2 separate regions of the Zea mays genome follow, and region 2 is linked to region 1. Evidence: chromatin contacts called from public Hi-C data. All regions are on one chromosome and are shown on one strand. Each heading gives the region's core, a stretch centred on a gene start, on an enhancer-like site or on the middle of the called end of the contact. The rest is flanking DNA. Distances are from core to core; before and after follow the strand shown.

What was found. A called contact is a pair of places that touch in the nucleus more often than the background predicts.
Region 2: a Hi-C map of ear shows a contact between it and region 1, with 2.3 times the contacts expected there. The contact joins the promoter of LOC103636329 here to the promoter of LOC100383656 in region 1. A contact is called at or near these places in 3 of 25 Hi-C or Micro-C datasets (bundle sheath, ear and tassel).

The regions. Positions count from the first base shown.
Region 1 is chr8:166,234,589-166,241,487 of Zm-B73-REFERENCE-NAM-5.0, reverse strand. It overlaps LOC100383656 (Prefoldin chaperone subunit family protein), which reads left to right and starts at 4,449. Exons shown (of 11, transcript NM_001176300.1): 1 at 4,449-4,998; 2 at 5,409-5,468; 3 at 5,555-5,722; 4 at 6,258-6,321; 5 at 6,749-6,899. The coding sequence starts at 4,795. LOC103636324 (a long non-coding RNA gene) reads left to right here. Exons shown (of 6, transcript XR_557940.3): 2 at 781-887; 3 at 1,215-1,380; 4 at 2,105-2,216; 5 at 2,322-3,463; 6 at 3,571-3,698.
Region 2 is chr8:166,427,327-166,433,807 of Zm-B73-REFERENCE-NAM-5.0, reverse strand. It overlaps LOC103636329 (protein FAR1-RELATED SEQUENCE 5-like), which reads left to right and starts at 3,068. Exons shown (of 3, transcript XM_008658683.2): 1 at 3,068-3,904; 2 at 4,002-5,231; 3 at 5,324-5,830. The coding sequence starts at 3,701. The coding sequence ends at 4,826.

The DNA.
Region 1 (6,899 bases), core at 3,200-5,699:
GATGCTTTGGACGTTAGCAGTGCTCTGTATATGTCGACAGGACAGCAGTGCTCTGTTTATGCTGCCCTTTGATCTACATATAAGTATAGAGATATAAGTCGAGTGTCGGTTAGACTGTTGTTCAGTAAATTTAGAGGTGTCAGGCACCCAATTCTATGGAAAATGTAAATTTGGTGCCTCAGATTTGGCGCCTCAAATTTGGTACCCAATTTAGACTGTTGTTCAGTAAATTCAGAGGTGTGTGTTTTAGATTGTTTTTTTGCAAAAAGGTAAAATTAAATGGCTTATGTTCTAGGAGAAATAAACTTACTTTGCAAGAAATAAATTCAGCACCAATCCAAAAAGAACAGGTGAATTGGAAGTAAGCACAATCTCTAGGTAAGGTGTCATCTTGGTTGTGATCGTGTGAATCATGCGAAGCAAGTAATCAAGCTTTTTATATTAATGTAGAACTATAGTCTTTAGGATACAACCTATGCAAGTGGTATCTAGAACCATAGCTTGTTTTCCTACACTTATTTTTTTTTGTTGATTTCTTAATGCCTCTTTTTTATCCATTTCTATCCTTACTGGATATGAAATCCCTATCTCCATAGCCCCCTTACTTAGTTATTGTCTTGTGGTTGTAATGCCAACCTTAACAAGGCTCTTATGTAGAGATGTTGAATGTGTCTCTGCACTCTGTTAATGACTGCTTTCCAAAATAAGTTTTGGTGTGAGTATACTTGCTGACCGTCTTTTCATTCACTTGTACTGTACGACTACAATTGATCAATACAGAGGATATACCAAGCATTGGTAAAAGGCTTCATGCACTCATTCTGAAATATGGATGATTGCGAAAGGTTCACTAGAAGATGATATATTCCACGAGCCCATCTTTTCCTGTAAGTTTCATGCTTTGTCTGGTTTCTATTTCTGCTTGTCGTGACAAATCAAATGCTAGAGAAAAAATGGAAGCCGCAAGCATTTTGAGACATGATTGGTTGAATTTTTGTATCTCTACAAGGTTGTTTAGAGCATGGAACTACATGGCCAATTCGACATGCCTGATTTGGTTACTTGGTCTGCTTTTTTGGCTACGACATCCTGCTTTACCAGCTTGATTTTAATAAGTAAAATAGTTGTAACGTTTGAACAATAATTTGCCAACCTATTCACCAGTTTGTCTATTACTCAAACCAGTTACCAAATTTGTTTTGCCTTCTATACAGGCTTCGGTCTTAAAGCTTGCCCAGTCCACTACCTTCTCTGTTAATTGGCCCCTGGCACACGAGCAAACCGGCTGCTTTATGCTCTACTGAAATCAATCAGACAATTATCTGAGCTGATGAGGCTACGCACCACCTAATCTCTCTATCCATCCGTTTTGCACCAATAGTAAGTTTACCTTAATTCCAATAGTAAGCTTTTTCTTCTAGCATTTATTTACTTGATCACATGGAATGTATTATGGTCACATGTTTTTGTTTTTTATGATTGGATATTTCACGGGATTACGGTTTAGTTTACCCTATGCCTATATGCAATATGTACACTTCTATGCTTTATCTTTTTTCCTACTAAAGCCACCTGTACACTTCTATATTATTTATGTCATTGTAGCGTTAGCACTGGCACCTTAATATATGATTTAGACATTGTACTCACTTCTTAGACTTTGTTTTTTCTGATATTCGAATTGTAGTATAATTTGATTTGTATCAGGTTAGTTATGTGTTGTTGCCAACGAATTTGTGAGCTATTGAGGTCGATAATTTTTGTGGTATTTGCTTTTATGTAATCGTTGTGCACGAACATTTTATCGAATTGATTGTGTGCCGCTGCAACGCACGGGCACCTAACTATGCATATCTGATTCTGAGTTTTGGTCATTTGAATTGGGTCTTACAATATGAGCTCAATGGTTGGGATAGTTTTGTCCATTTTGTACCTTTCTATATAATATGTTAGTATTACTTAGATTTACAAGGTCTTTTGTCTGTGTTGCTTAAGTATTTCTTATATTCTAATGTCATTGTTTTCGAGCATGTTCTGCCAAATCTTATTCAGTGTGCCCATCACCTTCTTATTATTGCCATACGCCAAATTTATGTCACTGCAGGAGTTATTTGAACTCGCATCAGCAGGTGAAGAGCAAGGAGGAACTGCACCAACTTTATTATTCGATGATGCCTGCGCATTGCCCTTCTCCACCACATTGCCTTCAGCTGATGGTCTGCCAAACCTCAACAACCACTGTAGCTTGTTAATAAATGGCTTTCTTTCATTAGGTACCGTAGTTTTCTCCAAGGGTCTAACTCGATCTACATCTGCTCCAGACTATTTCTTTCGAGACAGTTTTGTCCTCACAATTGGAGCTGGACGATTCTTCAGGCAAGACTTAATCTCTATCATCATCGTCGACACATGAATTTGAAGTAATACTTGTCCTCAGAATCATTGTCATGACAATTCTCATGTTCATTGCCAGCCCTAGCTGTATAAAGCACTAGAGAATTCTTGCCACTACAACAAGCGTCTGTTCTTTCTGCTGAACTCTCATCATTATGCTTCACCGGTGAATTTATATGTGGACTGAACTTTGCCACACTTGGTGGAGTTACTATTAAATTCTCATTGTCTGCTTTAATCTTTAGCTGTGATGACCTTTCAAAACTCAGAACAATCTCCTTGTGAATCGACACGATAGGAAATTTATCTTGTTCAAATTTTCCAATAACTTCACTAGATTGTACTACTTTATGCAAATAAGAGTTTAGAAGACACCGTCTCACTGAATTTTCTGTGTCATTGTTCACACTAACTACCTTAACTGGAGAAGGATTTGACTCTGTCCTAGATAAACCAAGCCTCTGACTCAAAGATTGCTTTAATGATCTCTTATAAGAAAGACTCTTAATATCACTCTCCTTAAGAGCAGTTCCATTATTAGGGCATGTACAGTGGAGAGACACCAAAACGGTTCTCCAAGTACAGGAGACAACTAAGAGACTCTATTGTACAATGGAGTGTCTATAAACGTAGTCTATTAATAAATACAGAATTAAATGTATTTGTATAGCATCAGATCGATAGAACAGACGACAAATTCGTACAGTGGGAAGTGAGACGTCTGTTGTTACTTGGTTTACGAGCCAGAGGCGTCTCTTCACGGAGAGACGGCTCTAAGATTTTTTTACAAATAACCCCCTAAAACACCTTAAGAGCCCCCACATTAAACACCACTGTACATGCCCTTATGTAGGTTTCTCCACTGCTCTTCCCAGTAACTCTTAGCTAATGGATGCAACAGTCCTTGGAGGAGTTGAAGTAGCTAGATTACTATAAACTCTATCATAATCACAACTATTCTTGTAGATTCAATATGAATATTGGACCAATGCATTGGGAGTTGTTGCAAAGGGCAATGTAATAAATGACTTTGCAACTCAAATTGTAGCAATTATGCTACGGCTATATGGTGAGCTGAAATTGTCGCTACTTTTGTTTATGCTAATTAGCGTATCTTTCAAAACCACATGTGTTTATGCTGAATTATTGACAAAGGATTTGGTTTTCACCATGAAGGATGTAGCTCAAATATTGGTTAAGGAGTGTCTCCAAATATTGACATAACTTATACTCCGTCGCAACGATCGGGTATTGTACTATAACAAAATTTATGTATAGCTAGGATTACAAATGGATTATGAAATCTTTTCTCATAACAATATAATACATATTTATACATAAGTTATCGTAGTATTATATATTTCCGTTGTAACGCACGGGCACTCACCTAGTTTTAATATAATAGGAGTAGAATGGAAAGCAGATGTATGAAATTTTTAAGTTTTTTTTTTTACTTTGTTAGCTCATGTGCATCCTGTGTATATCAAATACTCATGTACACCTGATATGTTTCTATCTGATGCATTGTGTGACCGTGCCAGACAGCCGGTGCCGCAGAAAAAACTAAATAAATGAACAAACAAGCCAAAGGGAATGTAAACCATCATGTCTTGGTCGTGAAAACCAAGGTGGGATTCGTGGGAATGAGGGAATACAAGATGCAGGCAGGCGTCCGGGGAGTGCAGGGACAAAGTCCAGGTTCTGTTCGGCTGCGTGTTTGCCTGTACGTGTTGGTAACGGGAGCATGTGACGAGCGAAAGGGACGGGCCGGCACACGGTGATGACGAGGAACAGACAAAGGCTGCGGGTGTCTTGTACGAGACAAATGCAGACCGTCGAACTAACCAAGCAGTGTGGACCTTCCAGCGGCAAATATAGACAGGACTCCTGCACTGCACCATGCGTCCAGCCATCGACACATTATTGGGCCGCAGAATTTCGTTTTATTGGGCTGGGCCGCTGGTGCATACCTTACCGGGGTTGTCTGGTGTCGGACAGGGGTTCCCTTCGTCCAGACGGAGCTCCCAGTCCGCAACCGCCGCCTCCCGTTTATTCTCTCTCAAGCTTCTCTCCCCGCTACCGCTCCGAGTCCCAAGTCCCACCCGGCCAGCCTCCATCGCTAGTACCACTCCTAGTCCCAAGTCCCAGCCTTCCATCGACGGCGAGGGAGGGAGAGGCGACCTCCATCCGGGCTGGTTAGATTCATCGCTTTTCTTGTCGCTGTCCCTCGGCCTTTCCCCCTACTGTGCTCCGAGTCTGGGAGAAGCGACTCGCGCACGCGCTCGGCCAAACCAATTAAGCACAGAGCGGGGCTCTCGGGCGAGAACGCGCTGAGGCAGTGCTGGGTTTGCAGTTCGTGCCGTAGCGTTTTTTTTGTGTGTGTGCCGAAGCGGAGAGGCGATGGCTGCGCCGAGGAAGGGGACGGCGACGCCGCTGGGCACCGTGTTCTCGCCGGAGGAGACGAAGAGGGCCGTGGCGAGGGTGGCCGAGTCCGTCGCTGGGCGCCGCGCCGAGCTCGCCCGCCTCCAGGGTTTCGCCGCCGACAACGCCGCCCTCGTCTCCCTCGTCAACAGGCTCCCCGACGAACTCTCTCACGATATCATGGTCCTTACCTTCTCTCTCAAGTCTGAACTAGCAGCCATTCGTGTCGTGTCTTCTTCCAGAGATAGATTTGGTAGCTCGCCTGCTGTTTCCGATTCCATCATTTGTTAGTTTGCTGGCAGTCTGAAAGCTGAGTTACTCCTTCCTAATTACTGGTACTAGTAACTTGTCTCCTCCAATCGTCCACTTCTAGGCATTTGGTGTACTTTAGCTATACACAGGGACTACTGTCTTCAATGTCTAGATTTACATTCTCAATTGATTTTGGAGCTTGAGGAGATTCCTTTTGTGGTGCTGTAAGGATCCTGTGATTGCAACATAGGGAAATACTGGTCTCTTAGTGCCATCTTGTGTGTTTTAAATATTTCCCAACAATATTTTTTTCTCTCTCAAAAAAGAACTATGGATTGCAGGTTCCCTTTGGTGGCGCCGCCTTTTTCCCAGGGCGTTTAATACACACAAATGAACTCTTGGTATGGTTTCCGCCATGGAACAGTTTTAATTTTCAGTCTCTGTCAGCCCATCAATTTCTTGCTCATGGGGTTGCATTGCGTCTTAGGTGCTTCTGGGTGAGGGGTACTATGCAGAGAGGTCGGCTAAGCAGACGACTAATATATTGCACAGGAGGGGGCAGGAATTGGAAGCTCAAGTCGAAGCAATGAAGGCAACTATCGCTGACCTTGAAGCTGAGGCCAAATTCTTTGAATTCACGGCCACCGAGGCTTCAGTAGGGCTCCTCTCTTATTGGTTCTGTATATACGAGTAATGGTAGACTAGTATTTTACTTGGTGACGCTGTGGTGGTAACCATCATATCAATTTCCTCGATAACCCTTGGTAAGGGGAAAAAATACAATTGGTTAATGAATGACCACATAATTTTATTGACATATGGACACATTAATTGCATTTATTGTGTCTCAGTATGCACACAAATTTAGCACCATAACCTCAGTTTAGATTATTGTGAGTGCTCATCAGTTTTTGCTCATGTGCTAAATCGCACTGCTGCCAAATACTATACTGCTTACCGATACTTAAGACAAGCAATGATCTCATCTGACTATAAGCAGTGTGTTAGGGTATAGCAATATATAGCCTTGTAGACTTTATACTTATAACTGAGGTAGCTCTATTGTTTATAAGTTCACTTCATTTTGTCTTAGCAGAAGTCACTAGTATTTCCATCTTGGTATTTCACCCAAACGTATTTGTGTGCTCACTTGCATTTAACTGGATGCTTAACTATGTTGATGTGGGCAGGAGGGTCTTGTTGAAATCAGGGAAGAGTATGATGAGGACTTAGAGACGAATTCATCAAGATCAGGTAACCATCTGGATTTTCCTTTTAATTGTCTAATGTCAGTAAAGGCTTGTTGTTGTTGTTGTCGCTTATGGCTATAAACTAATATGTTCTTATCTTGTCTTCATGATTTGTTTTCCATTCTTATGAGTTTATATTTTTTTCCTGCAGTATGTCTATCCTTACTTTCTTTTAAATCCTTTTTGAATTGTAGAATATACTTGTTTGGTAATGCTGGTTTTGCCAAGTTTAACTGCTTTTGCAGCAAGCTGATCTGTCCCTGTTTCGTCCATCCATCTATTTTTTTCTATATATGTTTACTTGTTGCTCTGGTGATATCTTCTTCTCGGTGGTATAAAACTGGCAGTGAACCTTTGGTGCTTACATGTGTAGCAACTAACTTGAATCTTCTACTTTGACATGACTTCTATTTTCTACCTGTCTACTTCAGAGGCTTCAGTTGCTACTGTGGTTATGTCCGATAAAGACAGGGAACATGCTCGAATCATGGCAAGGTTAGATGAACTTGAAAGGGAAGAAAAGGATGCTGGAAGTGCCTGTGAAGATGATAATGATGGCGACGATGATGATGGAGATGCTGG
Region 2 (6,481 bases), core at 1,819-4,318, 190 kb before region 1:
CTTGAGCTTGTTAACTCGGTTTTTTCAGCTCTCCCGACTTTTTTGATGTGTACTCTGAAAATCCCGGTGACCACGGTTAAGAAGATTGATTCTTATCGGAAACACTGTCTCTGGAGGGGGAACGACGTCAACTCAAAGAAACCTGCCCTAGCTGCCTGGAGTATGATTACTCAGACTAAAAAAATGGGGGCCTGGGAGTGGTAAGATTAGAGACTCACAATAAAGCCTTGCTCCTGAAGTTTTTACACAAGTTCTTCAACAATCATGATATTCCCTGGGTTAACTTGGTTTGGAGCAATTATTACAGGACAGCCAGGATGCCTGGTTGCTCAAAAATTGGCTCCTTTTGGTGGAAAAGCTTGCTTACGTTTGTCCAAGATTACAAGGGACTGGCTGCCCCAAAAATCGGGGATGGAAGAACCATTCTTTTCTGGGAAGATATGTGGAATTCGGGCATCCCGGCTAATCAATACCCTGAGTTATTTTCCTTCGCCTGCAATAGCAAACTTTCCATCAAAGAAGTTCTCCAAAAAGATCAACTTATTGAAATTTTCCAGCTACCTCTATCGGTGCAAGCTCATGAACAATTTTTAGACTTACACGCAACCTGGGACCAAATCATGGTAAACAACACAAATGATACTTGGAAACTCATTTGGGGAGCAGACATTTTCTCTACAAAAAAACGTATAAGCATTTGATGGGTCAAGCCCAGGTTCACCAGATCTTCAGATCGCTTTGGAAAAACAAGTGTCAACCAAAGCATAAGGTCTTTTTTGGCTTTGGCTAAAAAACAGACTCAATACAAGAGATATGCTGAGAAGGAAAAATATGAACATTGAGTCCTACACTTGTGAGAACTGTATCTGGCAAAAGGAAGAAACTCTTTACCATCTTTTCCTCAAGTGTAATTTTGCAAAGGCTTGCTAGACTTCTATTGGTTTGACGTCCCCCAGAATTGCTAATCCTGAGGTCGCTGCAGTAAACCTAATGCAACAACTCAATGTTCCATTCTCTATGGAAATTGTCATTCTCATGACCTGGAGCATTTGGAAAACCCGTAATGCATGGCTTTTTCAGAATAAAGCCCCGACTGTGCAGCATTGCAAAAATGAGTTTGCAAGGGAACTTCATCTGGTCATGCTGAGAGCTAAAGGCCGTTTTGATTCGACAATTCCTGCATGGCTTCAGCTTTGGCAGTAGAGCTCGTCTCTTTTCCTTCTCCATTTTGTAGTTTGGTTGTTTTATCCTTTGTAATCTTCTTTTCTGTTTGCTTCTAACTCTGTTGTTTTAAAGTTTTAATAAAATTTTCAGTAGGTGCTCGCCCCTCCTGTCCTATCAAAAAAACACACACGCACGTGAGAAGCTAACAGGAGGGAGTTTTCAGGCCGAACAGACTCACTGCCTTGCCTTTTTTTCCATTGATTTTATAGACCCAAAGTACATGCAAATGCCCAGCCGACCCAGCCAAAAGATTCAGGCATCCAGCCTGCCGCCTTCACCGCGGTGGTAATGGGTAGAACACAGCAACAAATGACAATTAGCGGTAGGTGATACTGTACCAATTATAATGTCAAACAGAGCAATTGTCATCTTCGTGATTCCAATAGTCTGAAGCGTGATGAAGCGAGCGCCAAAATTGCAAAAAAAATCTCCATCCATGGATTATCTCGCGGGATGAACCCGATCGGATCATAGAATTAGGTCTGGAGGGAGTTGTGAGTTGTGACGAACAATATAGAGCCGGCCCATATTGTTTGTTCTCTTTTTTTTGCGTGTGGACTGGCCCACGACAGATATGCCCACATGCGATCTTTTTTAAAAACCAGAACCAGAATAAAAAAACTCGAATACAAAAAATAGAATTAAATATTATCAAAACAAACAAAAAACAAAACGAAAATAAACCGAATCAGATAACTTTATCAGAACACAAAACTCTCTCAAACTAAAGCTTCAAACTTTATCAGATCGTCCTGTTGTCAATGATCAACAATACTTTAGGCCGGCCTTTAAAGAGCTTGCTCCTGATTTAGTCCTGTGTCCCGGTTCTAAGTTGTTCACAAGTCACAACCTAGTGCTTTTACTCAGACATGCATGATTGATATCTCTAATAAATTAAGCCTCTGTCCTCTTAACAAAGTCAAAGATCGTAGCAGCGGTTGTTCCCTGTATGACCGAGCTACTTGTTGCTGGCAGTTGAGCAGAGCTTCCTGGCCGGTTTGTTTTGCCCATGTGTTGTGAACTGTAGAGAAGTCTCTGTGCTTGTTGTTGGTGAAACGAAGGGGCGCTCAAACGTACAGGACACTTAAGAACAGAGATTGGTAGACGGAGGAAGACGAATGAACAGTACCAAGGACACTGCAGTGTTGCGCTCAAACGCTGCACATGCTAATCGGCCGGCTCGCCACACGATCCACGCCTCCAGGTTGCTGCCTGCATGCACGCACACTACGCATGATGAACACACACATGCAAACTAAACAACACGACACACGCACGCCAATGCAATGCCATCTATCAGCGACGCGCACGGAAAACTGCTGCGCTGGTTTATTTCTAACAGTGCTAGCTGCCATGGATCTGTTGGTGTTAAGCAGCTACCTGTGGTCTGAGACTCTGATGAGACCGACCCATCGTGCTCCACTCCACTTTGCCTGAGAGACTACGATGCCAAGTGTTTAACATGCTGTTGCGAGCAGGCAACAGCTTCCATGCATGGCCGGCATTTCTCTGCGTCTCGCTAGCTCTCACTTGTTCGCCAGGAGAGGAGACTGCCGCGACCATGAACTGATGGCCACTGTGCTCGCTTGATTGCCTCCATGTGTGCATCCCGTCCTCGTAGACGACGACTCATTGACTCTCTCTCACACACTGAAAAATATAACAAGAATCCTATGTGAGCCCGGACCGTTGGTAAAATCATCATCTCTGCTTGCCCCCCCCCCCCCCCCCCCCCCCCCCTTGCTCTGGACTCTGGTCTCTGGAGACTGCAGAGCTCCATTGCAATCTGGCAACTTGCAAGCCGTTTCTCAAGGGGCTTTTATTGCCCCACCCGACGACTCCTGTTTCACTGTGATCTTACCTGCAATGTCATGCATGCATGAGATGGAGACCATGGGCCTCGTGGAGATTAGGGATGTAAACGGCCGAAAAAAAACACTTAATATACTGCACCCTAGGCCTGCCCCCCTAGCTAGCTCAACTGCACAACGCATGGCCAATTGGCCATGACCAAGGCCTGTTGCTTTCCACCAAGACTGCTACTAGGGTTGTGTGCAGCAAGGAGTAAAGCAAGGTGGTGGTAAGGAAAAAAATTGCACGCGGCCGTGCCGCACGAGGCCGCCGGTGCGGCCCGGCACCGATTAACGACGCGTGGATATTCAACGGCATCTGCATCTCATGGATAAAGCCTCGGACGTATACGCAGCTCGGCTAAGCCTCGGACGTATACGCGGCTTGGCTTACAGAACGGCTCGCTTTACCATCGTTGCTTCCATACGCTTCCATACAGATACGTATCTTGGCTTCCAAAAAACATGTCCTGCTAATCATATTGAAGCCGCCGCCACCGCCGCCACGCGTGACTGGTGGCCGCCGTCTTCCTCATTTGCCAAGTGACGGTTGCGCCATTACATATCGTAGCTTCCAAAGAACAAGTCCTGCAACGATCATATTGAAGCCGCTGCCGCTGCCACGCATGACCGGTGGCTGCTGTCTTCCTCGTTTGCCAAGTGACGGTTGTGCCATGGATATTTCCTCATCCTCAGGTCCAGCAGCCAACATAGAGGTCGATCAACTCATCTGTCCACTTGATGGAGATCGTGAAGTCGTCGGGTACGAGAACGACGAGATAAATGTAGTTGCCGTGGAACATGGAGATGAAGACGCACAAGGAACTCAGGTATGGTCACCTAGATGTCTCTTTCATCGATTATTTCTCTTTGATGTAGTTTGATCATGCATAAATATGCTTACGTTTTCTTTACCCTGTACAATAGGTCGCTAATAAAATTCAACAAACTTCATTTGTTCCAGAAGTTGGAATGGCTTTTGAATCAGAGAATAGTGCTTATGAGATGTATAACAGTTATGCTGGTAAGATTGGATTTAGTATTAGAAAAGGTACAACAAAACACCGGCCAGATGGTAGTTTATATATGAAACATTTAGTTTGCAGTAATGAAGGATTTGGGAAAAGTGAGTCATCGAAGGGCATAACAAGGACAGGTTGTGGTGCTCGTGTTCAATTCAGTGTTAGTAAAGAATGGATTTGGATAGTGCAAAAGATTATAGTAGATCATAATCATTATCTTGCTAGTCCAAATAAGAAGAAAAATTTAAGATCCCAACGACGTGTCACAGAAGCAGACAGAAAGCTAATTGGACAGATACGAGAAGCTGGGATGAGACCTGCCCAGGTGTATGAGTTCATGAAAGAATTTTATGGAGGAGCTGACAAAGTGCCATACTCGAGGATGGACTGCAACAATGAGATTGGCCGTGAGCGCAAGAAATACTTAGAATCTAATGATGCACAAACACTATGCAACTACTTGAAGAATAAGCAACGTGAGGATCCTACATTTTTCTATGCAATTGATATAGATCAGGAAGATGGACCCAATAAAGGTCGTATAGCTAATTTCTTTTGGGCAGATGGTCAGTCTATCGTGGATTATGGATGCTTTGGTGATGCTGTGTCATTTGACACCACCTTTCAAACTAATAAGTTTGAAATGCCTTTTGCTCCAATCCTTGGTACAACATCCATATATTGCAGGTATATTATGCAAGCATGCCCTGAAAGTCTTCAACATAAATGATGTTTTTGTTTTGCCATCACAATATATACTGAATAGATGGACAAAATATGCAAAACGTGAAATTTCTGATAATAAACAAGGAACAGAGAATTAAAATTTGACAACCCAAGCAGCACGTATCTCACGGAAGGCGACATCTATTGCATTGAAGTGTTCACTATCAAAAGAGCTTCTTGATGATTTGGAGAAAGCCATAGATAAGCTGGACCTGGACGCAGATAATTCTATATGCAAGGTGCAAGAAAAAGCTAATGAGGTTCCTACAGTTTTACTGAGTGCTGTACAGATACAATAACAGGTAAAATATCATTTAGAGCTCCCCCTGTGGTAAAAGGCCCAAAAAATAAACGATCAACCACATCGCTTGAAAAGAGAAAAGGGAAGAAAAAAGTGGTAACAAGAAAGGTATTGATTCTACCAAGCTTCTTGATGATTTTTCCACTATGTAGTGTTCCATTTAATTTCTTATCTGTTATAACTTGTATTCTTGATTACAGGAGATGCTCAAAATAGTACAACTGAAAACAGCCATGAAGCCTCTGATATGTTTGTTCATCCTTCAACTGTGGCAATTCCAACGATCCAGGGTGGTTATGTTAATGCCACAATGCCACACTTTAATATGTATTTGAGTTCTTCAGAAATGGATGCTCAGGGTGTACAAGGAGGATACACAAGTCTTTTACTTGGAGTTGATCAAGGTGCTGCTTCAGTAGTTAAGAAGTTGCAGTTTGATGGATTGCCAAATAACGAGAATATCTGACAATCTAGATTTCAGACCGAAAAGACTACCAACTGGAAGAGAAGGAAAAGAGCATCGGCAGATGCTAGCTCATGTGAGTGTGCACAGGGACACTTGAGTACAATCAGTAGTAGCATACTTGGAAAATTTAAGTTCACGTGTAGAAAATTCTACTAGTAACTTTGTAATAATGGAGTACGAGCTGGCCGGTTCATTCAAAGCTGACAATCCCAGTTCAATGTCATTAAATATTGCAATTGCAGTTCGAAATGATTTGTCTCAGAACATTCATGTTTATTCAGTATAATATCATTGTTTATTCCATTGCACAAAAGCACAAACAGACAGGTAAATACAAAGCTCTTTTACAGGCACAATTTCACCTAATGAGCTCAATATTGCAAGACAGAGTTATGCTCTATACTTCATAACAATCACAGACACACACTTCTGCTCTTGACTGCTCTTTGTACCTGCAAGAAGTTCAGGAACACTAGATTGAAATTTTGACTGCATAAGACAGTTCTGAGTACCCATCTCTTGACTGCATTCTGCCAAGCTTGTGACCACATGTGCATTTTGTCGAACACCAGACAGACGCGAGGTAAGGCACGTGCCCGGGGAGAATGAATCAGCTCCAAAACAGCTGTAGCATCCTTGCCAAAGGCTTAGGTTGCTGCCTAGGAACAGCTTGTCCAGATTGTCCTCCTCCGGGAATAGGCTCCAAAGTAGACGAACACGGACGTGGCGAGGCAGCCGCCGCTCCACGAGGGCGCCGGATGTCCATGCACGCGGCCGGGTCCTTGGCCTCGTAGGCGTGGAGGAGGGGCTGCTGCAGCAGGCCCCGTAGCGCGGCCGGCGAGCCGTCGGAAGGGCCGCGCGACGCCGCCTCACCATCTGCTAGGCACGCACC